Linked DNA regions of Sus scrofa: regions 2, 3 and 4 are each linked to region 1. The links are chromatin contacts, called in public Hi-C, HiChIP or PLAC-seq and promoter capture Hi-C maps. All regions are on one chromosome and are shown on one strand. The core of a region is the stretch at or near the end of the contact, and the rest is flanking DNA. Distances in the headings are between cores, read along the strand shown.

Region 1 (3,396 bases), core at 385-2,884:
CTTTTGATCATTAGAATTCACTCAGAAAATTATCCATGCAAATGGATGCAATTTTTTATATGCTGAGTATACACTCAATATATTGAAATGAGAGTTTAATCAAGCTTCTTTAATGATAACTTACCTTTAGGCAAAGAGAAAAACAGACACTCCAAACAGAAAGCATTAAATAAGTGAATGAAGATCAATACTATCACACCTTTGTGCTTCGGGGGGTTAAAATCACGTAAACTTTGTCTGCCGAAGGATGTAAAGGTGATAATCCATAGGGCTTGTGTTCTTTCTCTAACACAGTAACTCTACAACTAAAAAGGGTACTTTGGTGCCACCTTAATACACTTTATTCTAGAAGAAATATCAGAAGAACTATCCGTTATTCTATACTTGGAGGTTAATTCATCCCCAAGAAAAGATTAATTCTTGGACTTGCTCTATAAACAATGTAGGTGGTGGTTTACACTTAAAAAATTAAGGGCAGTGGAACCCTCAGCCATTTCTTGAAATTCCACTAGAAGGGATGCATTCTATTTGTAAAACATTTCCCCTCCTTAGTGTTTCCTTTTATATGCCAGTTTGGAGAAGAAACCTTAACAAACCAAGGAAATAGTCACTGAATGGATACTACGTGCCAGCGCACGCTTGGAGCTGTGGCGTTACTAGAAAAAACATCAACAACACGGTCTCTACTCTCAAGGAGCTCACAATCTGATGAAACTACTAGGGACAAGAAAACAAGCCAGCACAACACATGATTTTAAGGCTACATAATATGATTTTTTTAATGTTATCACATTGCCGTGAATAATGTATCATAGTTCTTCCACTGGCTGGAAACCAGGGTAGCACAAGACAGAAATAGGAAAATATGAAGAAACATATAAAGAGAGGAAAGCCAATTACCTCTATTTAGAACCAAGGTTTACTACTCCACAATTTCGCACAGAGAAATATTCAAAATCTGTAATACTGAGGATGGTTCGCTAAATTCAGCAGGGATGAGTGGCCGGGGAAGGAAAAGATCCTCCTGGGAGTTTAACACCAGAGTCTTTTTCACGATTACAAACCTGGTTCCTCGACGGGACACAGACACCTGGCGCAGCACTCCGGCCAGTCCGCCCCTCGCGCTCACGAGGAAGGGGCACTGTAGCTAGGAAACGGGACCCTCAGAGAGAGCTTCGCGATGACGTTCGCGGGACGTCACAAACCCCTAGATCTTAGAGGAGTGAGGCCCCCCGCAGAAAACAAACAAGAATCTGGAAAGGCCAGAAACCCGCGAAATCACCACCCGGGCTCCGCGTATCAGTCCTGCCCACTTCCCCTTCGCGCCAGGAACTGGCACCCCACCCACTGAAGCTCAGCCCGGGCGGCACGCGAATGTAGCGAAGCGCGCAGAGGAGCCGCCCCGCCCATCCTGAGAGAGCCGGCGGGAATTTTCTCTCCCTGCCCGCGGGGAGGCGTGGCTTCCCCTGCCCCTATAATAAACCATTAGCAGCCCAAGCGAGAGCTAGTCCCCGCCCCGAGCTGGCCCCGCGTCGTCCCCGCGCCCTCACCTTTCAATCCTCCTCCGCCTCTGCCTCCGCCCCTGCCTCCGCCCAGGTGTCCTGTTCCGACTAGCGACGCCCCTCCTCCTTCCGGGGACCGGGGGGAAGTCCCGCCTCTGGGAGGGGCTAGAGGCGGGGCCTGGAGGCGGGAGGGGGCGTCTTCCGGGAGCGTGTGCTGGGGGAGGAGCGGTCGCCGCGCGTTAGGCAGGGAGCGGTGCAGGGTCCTGGTTCCTACTGAGGTGGGGAGAGGGGCTTGGCGGGCTGTGTGGGACCGGGGGGACTATGCAGGCCCAGTAAACCCAGCGCGGGGAGGTGGGGCTTGCAGTGGAAGGGGCTGGCGGCTGGGGGAGGAATCAAACGTAGCCGTCCCCCTGGGGAAGGGGGCCAGTCCCGACTCCCTGGCTCTTCCGCTCTCCACCGTAACTTTGGGGTGTGGCAGGGGTTAGTGACGGTCGTTGACCTGGTACCGGGCCTGAAGGAGGCTTGTGGGGCTATAGTCTTTCTTGCGGCCACTGTGGGAATAAAACAAATGTTTGTAATCCGTATTATCCGCGGTGACTTGGGGCCTCTTCTACTGCCCATTTAAAGTTAAAGGCCTGTTCCCTCAAACTTCTCCCCTCTGATCGTCCTCTGCCGTCTGTTTACCAGCCAAGCCCAGAGGGGACGAGGTCTGGGCCACCAGGTTCCTGGTGAGGTTGAAAGAACTAGTGTGTAAGACTGTTTTAAAGTGAGTCTGTGAGAAAAGGCAGGATTTTGTGGATTGCTTCCGTGTAAGTGTGGGCCGAGTACCTGAGTGCCAGAGCTTCACCATGTCAGGGAAGAGGAAGCGTGTGGTGTTGACTATTAAAGATAAGCTTGATATAATAAAGAAACTTGAAGATGGTGGTTCTTCCAAGCAGTTGGCAGTGATTTATGGAATTGGTGAGACAACAGTACGGGATATAAGAAAAAATAAAGAAAAGATTATAACTTATGCAAGCAGTTCTGATTCCACAAGTCTTCTGGCCAAGAGGAAATCTATGAAGCCATCCATGTATGAGGAACTGGACAGAGCAATGCTAGAATGGTTCAACCAGCAAAGAGCAAAAGGGAATCCTGTGTCTGGGCCAATTTGTGCAAAAAGGGCAGAGTTCTTCTTTTATGCTTTGGGAATGGATGGTGATTTTAACCCTTCTGCCGGTTGGTTAACGCGTTTTAAGCAGCGACACAGCATTAGAGAGATTAATATTAGAAATGAAAGATTAAGCGGAGATGAGACTGCTGTGGAAGATTTTTGTAACAACTTTCGAGACTTTATTGAACAAGAGAATTTGCAACCAGAACAAATCTACAATGCAGATGAAACTGGATTGTTTTGGAAATGCCTGCCTTCCAGAACTTCAGTAATCAAAGGTAAATGCACAGTCCCTGGGCACAAGTCAGTTGAAGAAAGAGTCACTGTCATGTGTTGTGCCAATGCAACAGGTTTACACAAACTTAAACTTTGTGTTGTAGGGAAAGCAAAGAAACCTCGCTCTTTCAAGTCAACTGACACTTCAAACCTGCCAGTCTCTTATTTTAGCCAAAAAGGTGCATGGATGGATCTTTCAATTTTCCGACAATGGTTTGATAAGATCTTTGTGCCACAAGTTCGGGAGCACTTAAGATCCAAAGGCTTACAGGAGAAGGCTGTGCTCTTGTTGGATAATTCACCAACACATCCAAATGAAAACGTCCTGAGATCAGATGATGGCCAAATATTTGCAAAATATTTACCACCTAATGTGGCTTCATTGATTCAGCCCTCAGATCAAGGAGTCATAGCTACACTGAAGAGAAACTATCGTGCAGGTCTTCTCCAAAACAACTTGGAAGA
Region 2 (3,396 bases), core at 585-3,084, 1.4 Mb before region 1:
GTTACAATAATACTCTTAATCTCATATTGATTAGTGCTGATAGTGCACGTCCCTCTGAGATAATGTATCAGCTATTGCTCCATCTACTTATGGAAATTCCCAGTTAATTGCAATTTCTGCTTAAGGAATATCTTGTAGCATTTTACAATCATAGCGCATGATTTTAGTGTTATAAACACTAATGCATTCTACTCCTATGAAAATAGATTACTAAGTGATAATAACGTAAACACTATTATCTTATGACCATACCATTTAACAGATTTGGTCTTCCTTTGTGAAACAAAAAAAAAAATAAAAGGCTTCATTACCTATATTTTATCTTCGTATGAGAGGGTAGGTCTCTACTTGAATATTGCTTGGAGAGTTGGCTCAAATCACCTTCTCCTTTTCCTCTCCCACCTCTTGCAGGTTCAAAAGTTGGCCTAGCTGCCGTCGTCATTTTTTATGCTTTGAAGAAAAAGTGCCAAGTTACTTTCAACATAACAAACTATCATTTTATAAAGTATTAATCAATATCCATCCTTGGGAAAAAATTTCCCTAACTTATTCCCCAAAACTTATTTAAAATGATCTCAAAAGTTCTCATGAAAACAAACAGTGAAGCTCAGGGTGTAGCGGGAATATGCAGATATTTAGTACAAAAAGTTCTGTCATGAAGATCTGAGACTGTGTTCCTGTTCTCCTTCTGGCTCTGTGGCCTTGGACAAGCCAACTAGCTTAAGTTTCCGTCATCTGTAAAATGGGGACTATTCCTCATGGGATTATCATGAAATTAAGAGACTTGACATGTCAAAGCCCTTGCAAAAATACAGTACTGCCGTGTCTCAGTTTTTAAAAAAATCTCAACTCAACCTTACTCCACCAGACTCCTTAAGGTTCCCATTTTATCTAAACCTCACACTGCAGAAAAGAGGCTAGCAGCTACAAAAACAGAGAAGATATCTAAAAAAACAAATCATTGACAGATACTGAAGGTCCTGAAGAAGTGTGCTCAACTTCGACGACAGTTACATTGGCAAAGCTCCCCAACAATCTTTTGTTGTTTCAATTTTATCCTACAGCAGCCAATATAATATAAATCATAACTTTTGCAAGTTACAATTTAAGGGATGCTCAAAACACAGGAACCCACCCCCACGGGACTCTGGTAACTACAAATCAGGGACTCCTTCCTTATGTTACTTCTGCTTTTAAGCAACTAAAAAACACTGCACAGCCGATGTGGCTACTAAAACCTCCCTCAAGCGTCGGAAAAGCAAGTGTCTGGGGCAGCTGGCATACTTCTCTAGATTTTCAAAAAAGGGAGAGGAATATATCCAGTGGGGGTGAAACTGGGTTCCGGGCCGCTGGGGGCGCCGCCGCCTCCCACACACCATCGTTATTTACACTCTGGGTTCTGGGGAGTTCACCTTCGGGTTGTCATCGGAAAGCCCGGCGATTCTTCACCCGTGCCAGATTTGGCGAGGGGCTGGGGGCGCCCAGACCCGCTTAACGCAGCCTGTAGAGCTACCTTCACGCTACGCTCTCCGCGGCCGGCCCGGGACTGGCCGTCCCCAGTCCAACAGGCGCTGGGCTCCGCAACCCGCTGCCGCTCCGGAAAACTCCTCTGCCTGCAGTCGGTTCTCCGCGTCCGCCCCCAACTGTCCTCCCCCCCCCCCCCCCCAGTCTGCTTTCCCCCAGCAGCTCACGTTGGCCGAGGTCCGAACGCACCAGCCTCCGGAGATCATTCAGAAACCACTTAGATTCTCGGCTCCCAGAAACCCCTGCGCCCAGGGCCAAAGCCCAAGACCCGGAAGCAAACCCTAACCTCTTCAGGGGCGGAGGCAGGGACCAATCGGCAGAGGCCAAGGGAGAAGTCGGCGTGACGACAGCAAGAGGCGGGGCTTAAACAGCCCAGGGGGCGGGCGTTTGAAATCGGTGCTTTGAGTAGACCCTAAACATCATTTTATACCTTCGAGAACCAATTACTTAATGTCTCTCCCGTCTTTTCCTTTCCCGACCCCCTCCCAGACGCCTTCATTCCGGTACTGCGTGGACGGAAAGCCCCGGGTAGCCGACACCACGTCCCCGGCTACCGAGAGAGAAGGAGAGAGAGCGTAGAAAAGGATTATACCAAACGGTTTAAATCCAACGGCTCCTGCTTGCTTAATCTTTGAGCTAGACCCAGCAAGCCTAGAGAGTTGGGCTACGGAAAGACTAGTATTTTCTTTTAATTGGATATGAAGAAAGAACAAATATGTACGGGGGCAACCACGATCTTTATAAAGGTACCATTCCTGCAAAAAATGTTAGTCTTCAAAGCAAAGGTTGTATTCGTATTGACTGTTAAAATTGTAATTTTTTTTAAAGCCTAAGTTCTAGCGGGAGGGGAGATGTCACTATTAGAGATTCATTCATTAACCGACATTGAACGTTTAGAACGGTGGGCCCAACTGCCAGGAGCCCTAGATGCAATTATAAGATGGCTACTCATGCGTTAGGTGAAGTTTTAATAAGGCAACGAACAGGAAAGGGAAAAAAATCACCAATTGTCCTTCTTACACCTCCAAAAGCACTGTGGGAGCAGGGATCTTGTTTGGTCAGTTTAACGTGGTTATCGTGATATCTAATCACATAGTCTTTGGCTCAATAGATACTTAAACAAATGAAAATCCAACTCCCTTAGCTTAGTTTCAAATGTAAAGAGCTCATTAAAATTGAACATAAAAAAGCTTTTTCCCCCCCTCAGAATTCTTTCTTTGAACTCTAAAATGAACAAAACAAAAGGGTAGAAAAACTCCCTTCCCTGTAAATTTCAAGATGCAAGTCTTGATTTTTCTAGGAAGGTATTACTCCCCCAGTCTTAGACATCTCAGTAAAGGACACTACCTACCATCATACTAGTTACTTGAACCCAAATCCCAGGGTTTCCTCTTAGATTCCTTTTCCTTCACTTGTCTCATCCAACTTATTTGCAAGTCTTACCAATTCTACTTTCAAAATATACCCTAAATTTCATTCCCACTGCTACTACCCTAGTCCAAGCCACCATCATTTTCCGCCTGGAGTGTAACTGTCTCCTTTGTCTTATAGTCAGTTTTGCATCTAGCAGTGAGAGTGATCTTTTAAAATAGTGAGTCAGGTAGTGTCACTCTCTTGCATAAAAATCTGCATTAAAAACCAATTTTTTTCCTTCTTTTTTTTGGCCGGCTCTTACTGCAAGTGGAAGTTCCTGGGCCAGGGATTGAATTCCCACCACAGCAGTGACCTGCTACAGTGACTACACCAGATCCTTAATCTGCTGCTCCAAGTTTCAAATGTCTGTCTTTCTTTCTTTTCTTTCTTTCTTTCTTTCTTTCTTTCTTTCTTTCTTTCTTTCTTTCTTTCTTTCTTTCTTTCTTTCTCTCTCTCTCT
Region 3 (3,396 bases), core at 323-2,822, 1.2 Mb before region 1:
CCTGTGCCTTTGGCCGTCATCCTTGGTCTGGGACCGGCTCTATCCTGTGTGGATGCTGCCAAATAGTTCCTCAAAGGCAGGTGGGTGTAGCCCTTATCCACAGCACCCCTGAGGCTCAGGCCTCGTGCAGAGTGGCTGGGAGAGCCCAGGTGCTCCTGGGTCCTGGCAGTGCTCTGAGAGGTGGGTGTGAGCGTTGAGGGAAGGCTGAGCCGCAGGAGGGGAGAGGACCATTCTGGAAGCAACTGCCAACAGAAGGCACTGTCCTCCCAGAACCCCATGAGGAGGCAGAGGGCCCCCCCCCCCCCCCCCCCCCCCCCGTGACACTGTGACCACTGCTACCAGGCAACCAAGGAGATGAGTGAAGGAGAGGGGTGGGAAAATGTTATTGATTGGGGCATATGGAAGAACTTGAGTCAAGCGAGTGCCAGGGACAATGTCAAAATGGCATTGACCCTCCACCCTGGCCGATGGAAAGAAAAAAAAAATTATATACGTATACACAGTTTCTCTTAAACAGCGCTGAGTTAGAGATTCCCCTCTGCCTTTTACCGTCTTAGGGCCAGGCACATAACCTAAGGGCAGGTCATAATTCTCTGGATAAGGCTGTCGGGGAGGAACCCAAGGCTGACACACACCCAGAGCGCTGGAAAAGTTAGCGCCCTTCCCGCCCACCCCTGGGAAGGCTTAGGAAGGCTGCTTTGCTTTCTGCCCAGGCCGAGGAAGAGCTCTCAGGGAGAGTGAGGCTTGGCGATGTCCTCGGAGTCCTCTGCGGGGCGGGCCCTGCCAGGATGAGGGCAGCATCCTCCGGGAGGGCGCGCTACAAAGAGGCATTGTTCCGGGAGAGCTCGCTGCGGGGGCGCTGGCTCCGCCGCAGGCCTGGGTGTGGGCGGGTTTGCTCCCCTCCAACCCCCAGGAGCAAACACAGTGGCCAGCCTCCAGCAGTAGTTTGTTAAAAATCAGGAATGCGGGACAGTGCCAGAGACCGTTTATTTTCCCTTGGGGTGGGCCGGAGAGAAAGCCGCTCCCTTTCTTGGGAGGGATCCAGTCTGTCCCGCCTTGCGAGGTGGCTGACCCAGTTCCCGAGGTTCCCAGGGAGGCGGCCAGGTGACCGCACCGCCCCTTGCTCTGGGCGACTGCGTGCCTTTCCCAGTCCCACGCAGCCTGCTTTTTCCCGCGCCGAGAAGAGATGCGATGACTCCCGGGCCCGAAGCCGGGATAAACTTAACCCACTCTCACTCCACGCTAGTGTAAGGAGATGGAGCGGTGCTCGGTCTCGAAAGCGGGCGATTGTGCAGCTGCGGAGGACACACACACACAGACACACACACACACACGCACGCACACGATTCCCATCGGCAAGGAAACCCGGCGCCTCCTTTGGCCACTCCCCAAGCCCCATGAGGGCGGTGGTGGAAGGAGCTACTTTTCTAGGAAGAGGGCTGCTGGGTCGGTAGCCCTCAATTCTCTATTTGGGGGTTGTCCGCTGCTCGGGGGCACCCCCTCCAAGGCTCTAAGGAGGAAAGGACCAGGGTTTAAGGAGCTTTTCTTCACCTTTATCGCTGTCTGCCGCGCCCGCCTCCAGATGGCGCTCCCCGTGAGGGCAGCGGGTCGAGTCCGACGGCGAAGGCTCCAGTCTGGGGTTCGGCCTGCGCGGGAGGAGCTGCGCGTCCGAACACGGCTGCCCCCACCACCCTAGACACCCACCCGGCCCCTGCATCTCTGTGCCACTCGGCGCCGGGGGGTGAGGGGTGGGGAGGGGCGGAATGAACCCAAAGAAATAGGCAAAGGCCAAGGGGCACTGCCAGGCTCCTTCCCGGTGGCCGGATCGCGTCCTTCCTCCCCTTCCAAGGGCTGGGAGAATTTGAGGGTCAGAGGGAAGACTTGGTGTCTTTCCAGAAAGTTGCACTCTCATCTCCCCAATTCTGCATTGCCCTCTGGGCCTCTTTGGACTCTCTGAACCCCCTGGTGGGATCCGATCCCAGTCCAGGAAGTCAGGTGGCCTGCGGGAGGGCAGCGCTCAGCTTAGGGGGTCGGGGCCCCGCTCGCCCTCTCGCGACCCTACCCAGGGCCCCCGCGTGTGGAACCCGCACATCCCCGACGGCCTCGCTCGGATGACCCTCCTGGGAAAGGCTGGGCGAATCTAACCACGCGGATTGTCATTTATTAATGGACACCAAGAAAGGGAAGCTGGGGTCCGCGCCTGTGAGTGCCTCTGTGGGTGCCTCCCCTCCCTGCAGGCAGGCCCCAAGGGGAGGCCAGAGCAGGCAAAGCTTCTGTGAGCTCAGAGCAGGGGAGTTAAAGGAATCAAAGGTATGGGGACATCAGCCTCGGACAGCCTGTTAACCCATCTCACTGTGATCAAATATTTACATGAGCTTCCTAAGGCTCGCCCTTACCTAGACCTGCGTCTCCCCTTTTTAGCGAGATGGGGCGCATCGCAGATGCAAGCACGCCGCTTACAGTGTAGTCCAGCCGTTCTTGGCCTATCGGCTTATCGGCCAATTTCACAGGTTCGCCGGCAGAGGGCAACCTTATTCCAAGTTCTCGGGCGCCTTTAGGATCCGCTCCTCTTTCCACCCAACTGGCGAGGTGAGACTAAGTCTTCCCTGTTTGCAGTCGTTCCTTGCTCATCTAGCGTCCCCCGGAAGATCCAAGCCGCCCCCTCACTTGCGGAAAGTCCTAGGGAAGAGCGGCCCTGGGCATCGTGTCTCTAGCACAGCCAGTGTGAGCTGGCTCTGTCCGGGTGGCTGTCCTTTTATTCCTCCTCCTGAGAACTGTTTGCTTTTTAAGGAAGCATGGGCGCCTGCAGGGAGACAGAGAGAGGGGAGGATGGCTGGGCAGCCTCTGAGACAGGCTGAGGGGAGGTTTTCCCTGTTTTGTGAGATCTCTTCAGTTTGCACTTCAGTTAGCGTGCGGCAGCCTCTGCTCTGTGTCAGGCACTCGGTTGAGCGTTTTCCTTAGAGGCACAAGCCCTGGGCTTGGAGCCGCATGCAGCGGGCTTCTGGCTCTGCCTCTGAATTTCTTCTTATAGCAGCACATCTTGTTCATAGCGTTTCCCACTATGCAATTAAATGCTAGTGTAGTCGTTTCATCCATTCAGGACATATTTCTACGTGCCAATATATGACCCCTTGCTGAGCTTGTAGTCAGACAATAGGCAGTAAATGTAATAACGAGAGCATGTCTGTTGGGAGGGGGCCGATTGTACAGAGCCTTGCAGACATTTTATGGGCTTTAATGTGAAAGAAATGGGGAGCCAGGCCTGGGTTTTGCCAGACAGCTGGGTGCTGACTCTTTACAAGGATCACACTTGGCTGCGAATAGGAGATAACAGCAAAACCGGGGCCACGGAGGTGATCCAGGGAGGTTCTCTCTGGCCAGGGGTGGTGCTGGAAC
Region 4 (3,396 bases), core at 614-3,113, 1.1 Mb before region 1:
TTGATCCCAGAGTTTATGGAAAAAAATAACTGCACATACTCAACATGCACATTTAATAAAAATCGGTTTCAAGAAAAACATATCCGATAAACACAATTTAAGGCATATTTAACTGTTTGATTAACTTCAAATCTGCAATCTCTTTGCTTTCTTCATGCTCTCAAATAAAATTGGGGAGGCGGGGGGGAAGCAGCAGCCCTACTGCAGGGAAAAGAGGCTTGAAAAACAACTTTGATTGGCACTTGGCCTGACCCACAGAGGAAGAAAAACAGTTTTTGGACAAAGAGAGCAAATATTTGAGCTTGCTTACTTACATGCTTTCTTTCTTTCTTTTTTTAATATATAAAGAACAATCCCAATTGAACTGTATTTAGAGAAACTGACTAAAAACGGTGCGGTATTCATTCTCGGTCTTTCAGTCTCGATGCATTTGCACAGCTCAGCAATTTTAATTCATTTGTACTGGACAAACAGAAGCACCTCAACTAGTGTTTCCACTTAATGAAATGTAAAATCTGAGTCTGGAGAAGAATAAACTGATTGTAATATTACCCAGTGACGGCTGTTAAATTCTGATTAAAAGCTTTTCTCGTCTAAAGCGACATCTTTTCACACACACCCCCCCCTTAACGGAGCGATTAAGCCAAGGAAGCTAAACAATACTGAAGTAAACTTTCTATCAGCCGCTCTGGGAAGAAATAAGCTGATTGTGCGTCTGATTTTTCTGGAGCAACACCAGGGGGCTGGAGGTGGGGGGTGTAAATGCTAAAAAGGGTTAACTCATGTCCAACCAGTCCTCCTCCCCCAACCCCAGCTTGAGGAACTGTAAGGGCGAATAGCATTTCCCGTGGGTATAAAAGTTCAAGCTGCTTTACCAGCTCCTTTCAGGATCGAACTGTAGCCACTAGACGACCGTCAAAAGAACGTAAAAAGAGGGTGTTAGGGGAGAGCGCGCAAGGAAGGCAGAAGCAACCGAATAAACAAGCAAACAAACAAAAAAAAAACAAACCCGCAAGAGTTAGGCATAGCTAGGAGGGAGTCAGGTTCCTCGGGACCAGACCAGGCAGTTCTTATTTCACACCGATCTCCATCAAAAGTACCCAGAGGAGGATCGAACAGGTCCGTCCCTCCCTCCGCCCGAAGAACAGGCCGGGGGTTGCAGGGTAGGGAGGTGAACGGAGGAAAAAAGCACAGGCACCCCCACCCCCCAATCCCAACCCCAGGGGACTAGTGTCTATCCCGACGAAGATCAAAAGCAGCAGCAGGCTAAACCCTCCACTCCCAACCCATGCTCCCTTTTGGGGTCGCGGAGTAGGGAAGGTGCCCCGGGATCCCTTTGAGCCTCGCTCCAAGAGTGCGCCCCGGGGCCGTGCAGCCCAAGCCGCGGCCGGCAGGAAGCGCCCCTCTCCGGCCGGACCCCAGGCCGAGCCCGTACCTTCCGCAGCACTTTCCGGCAGTTGGTACAGAGCAGGTAGTTGGCGGCGGCCGACGGGCTGCTGCTGCCCCGGTTCATCTTGGCTGCAAGCACCGAGGGCGGACGGCGGGCCGGGGCTGGGCTGTCACTGCGGCCGCCCGCGCCGTTCCAGGGCCGGACAGTTCCCTTGCCACCGGCCGCGTTTCAACCTCAGCCTCCTCCGGGCGGGATGTCGGGATGGGAGGCGACGGCCCGAGAGCGAGTGGCTGTCCGAAGCGATCACAGTGGCGGATGCCTAAGCGACGGCGGAGACGGCGGCGGCTGCTCCTCACCGGCCCGTTGTTCCACCCGCCCTCATCCTCCAGACCCCCGCCCCCGCCAGGCTAGGACGAGCAGCCGCCACCGTTGCCGCTGCCGCCGCCGCCGCCACCGCCGCCGCAGCGCTTCAGTGCGGCCCCGCCCCCGCCTCACCACCACCTTCACCACCTCCACGCTCCGGTACCGCCCCCTCCCGCCAATCGGACAGCTCCGGCCACGCCCCCCGGGCGCCAGCCCCCAGCCAATAAGAAACTAGAGCACGGCTGGGAGCTGCTCCGGCCAATCACGTAGGGCGAGGACGCCTCGAATCTCCGGGCAAGTTAAGTTTGTCTCCGAGGCTCTGAACTGAAGGGAGATGGCGGGTTAGTTAGGTAGTGGGGTGGGAGGGAATACAGTTTGTGAGGCTTCTCCAATAGGAGGAAGAGGGTGTGCCATATGCAAATAATCACTGGAAGACCAGCCCCTTTCCTAAGGCAAACCACAGCCCCTGCAGAAATGGTGAGGGAATGAGATGAAGAGCTGGGAGCTAAAGCTCGCTAGTGGTTCTAAGATAGAGCTAAATATTTCCTGATTTCTTGAGAAAGAGGCTGGGGGTGGGGGGAGCTAAAACGTTCATACCGTCAGGGCTGTGGTTAGGCTTTCTCTCGGCCAAAATCTTAGCTTAGCTGTAAGGAAGACTGCAGTCACGTAGCACTTTGCATCCAAGGATCTCAAAGAACTTTATGCATCATTTATCGTGATCCTTGTTTTGCAAAAGACCAGTTACCTGAGGCTTCGGCAGCGGGTGGGGGATAAATGTTTAAGTATATTTACGCCATTAATCGAGTTAGAGGAGGGGAAAGACACAAAACCAGTGAATTAACGGTTTCCTTCTACATCTAAAGACCTTTCCCGCAGTCTCGCAGCAACAGAATTCCTGTATTTGTCCAGCACGAAAAGGCCAAAGAGACAGGTTTGTCTTCACCTGATAGATAGTCCTTCAGGGGCAGCTGGTTAGACAAACGCAGAGCACAGAACCCTGCCTGGGAACGAAGGTTCAGAGAACAAATTGCCATTTAAAACTGTTGGGCTGGACCGGCCTCTCCCAAAGCTAAAAATGGATTCAGGATTTTGGCGTTCACGCTCAAGGGAGAGAAGGCAGATGCAATTGGGGAAAGCTCAGGCTGGCAGGGTGTGGGGGACAGGCGAGTAGGGAGCTAGGTCTCCCGAGGGGGTAGCGACTCGCATGCCGATCGAAAGCGGGTTCCCTAAGCCAGACACCCCGAAACCTGCTCCCCAGTGAGAACAAAGGCAGGCGCCGAGAGAGAACCTGATTGGTGCCCGGTCCTCACCGGTGTCCTCCCGTCCCCGGAGATAACTTGCTTTGCGCACTGGCGCGGAGCTCCGTGCTCACTGGAGCCCCAGCTCCCCACCCGGCCTTGGCTGGGACCACAGAGGACTGTGCGTTCTGACATCACCTGTTTTCGTTCTTTAGAACTCGATCAGTATTCTCGGCTTCTCCTTTTTTAAAGGTCTCCAGTGTGCGAGGATTTGTGAAGGCCTGCAGTTGGCAGAAGGAATCTGTGAAGATGATTTAAAAGAATGGCTTCTTTTCTTCCTCTCCTTTTCAATTTAAAAAAACGACCCCGGTTTTCTTAGGGATTCAGTGTGGTGTTGTGATGCAA

What was found. Promoter capture Hi-C pulls out the DNA fragments that hold promoters and counts their contacts. A called contact is a pair of places that touch in the nucleus more often than the background predicts. HiChIP or PLAC-seq counts read pairs in DNA pulled down with a chosen protein or histone mark.
Region 2: a promoter capture Hi-C map of liver shows a contact between it and region 1, with 2.8 times the contacts expected there. The contact joins the promoter of CWC15 here to the promoter of CCDC82 in region 1. A contact is called at or near these places in 2 of 5 promoter capture datasets (fetal liver and liver), 3 of 47 Hi-C or Micro-C datasets (embryonic fibroblasts, epiblast stem cells and mesenteric adipose tissue) and 1 of 2 datasets of contacts at active chromatin or transcription factors (skeletal muscle).
Region 3: a contact with region 1 is called in a Hi-C map of omental adipose tissue, with 2.0 times the contacts expected there. The contact joins the enhancer-like site here to the promoter of CCDC82 in region 1. A contact is called at or near these places in 1 of 5 promoter capture datasets (fetal skeletal muscle) and 10 of 47 Hi-C or Micro-C datasets (brain, embryonic fibroblasts, epiblast stem cells and 7 more).
Region 4: a contact with region 1 is called in an H3K27ac HiChIP or PLAC-seq map of alveolar macrophages. The contact joins the promoter of SESN3 here to the promoter of CCDC82 in region 1. A contact is called at or near these places in 1 of 5 promoter capture datasets (fetal skeletal muscle), 1 of 47 Hi-C or Micro-C datasets (embryonic fibroblasts) and 1 of 2 datasets of contacts at active chromatin or transcription factors (alveolar macrophages).

What each region holds. Positions count from the first base shown.
Region 1 is chr9:28,405,716-28,409,111 of Sscrofa11.1, forward strand. It overlaps CCDC82 (coiled-coil domain-containing protein 82), which reads right to left and starts at 1,635. Exons shown (of 9, transcript XM_021062697.1): 1 at 1,551-1,635.
Region 2 is chr9:27,045,446-27,048,841 of Sscrofa11.1, forward strand. It overlaps CWC15 (spliceosome-associated protein CWC15 homolog), which reads right to left and starts at 1,835. Exons shown (of 7, transcript XM_005667244.3): 1 at 1,692-1,835; 2 at 312-450. The coding sequence starts at 442. It also overlaps LOC100513807.
Region 3 is chr9:27,186,364-27,189,759 of Sscrofa11.1, forward strand. No RefSeq gene overlaps it. Among named protein-coding and RNA genes, the nearest start is that of ENDOD1, 54 kb to the left of the region's middle. Within about 2 kb of position 1,573, at least 39 of the 83 cell types and tissues checked have an H3K27ac peak or open chromatin away from gene starts, as enhancers often do. A contact at or near this core is called in brain, omental adipose tissue, retroperitoneal adipose tissue and 1 more, where this site is marked.
Region 4 is chr9:27,277,342-27,280,737 of Sscrofa11.1, forward strand. SESN3 (sestrin-3) reads right to left here and starts at 1,864. Exons shown (of 10, transcript XM_003129758.5): 1 at 1,436-1,864. The coding sequence starts at 1,513.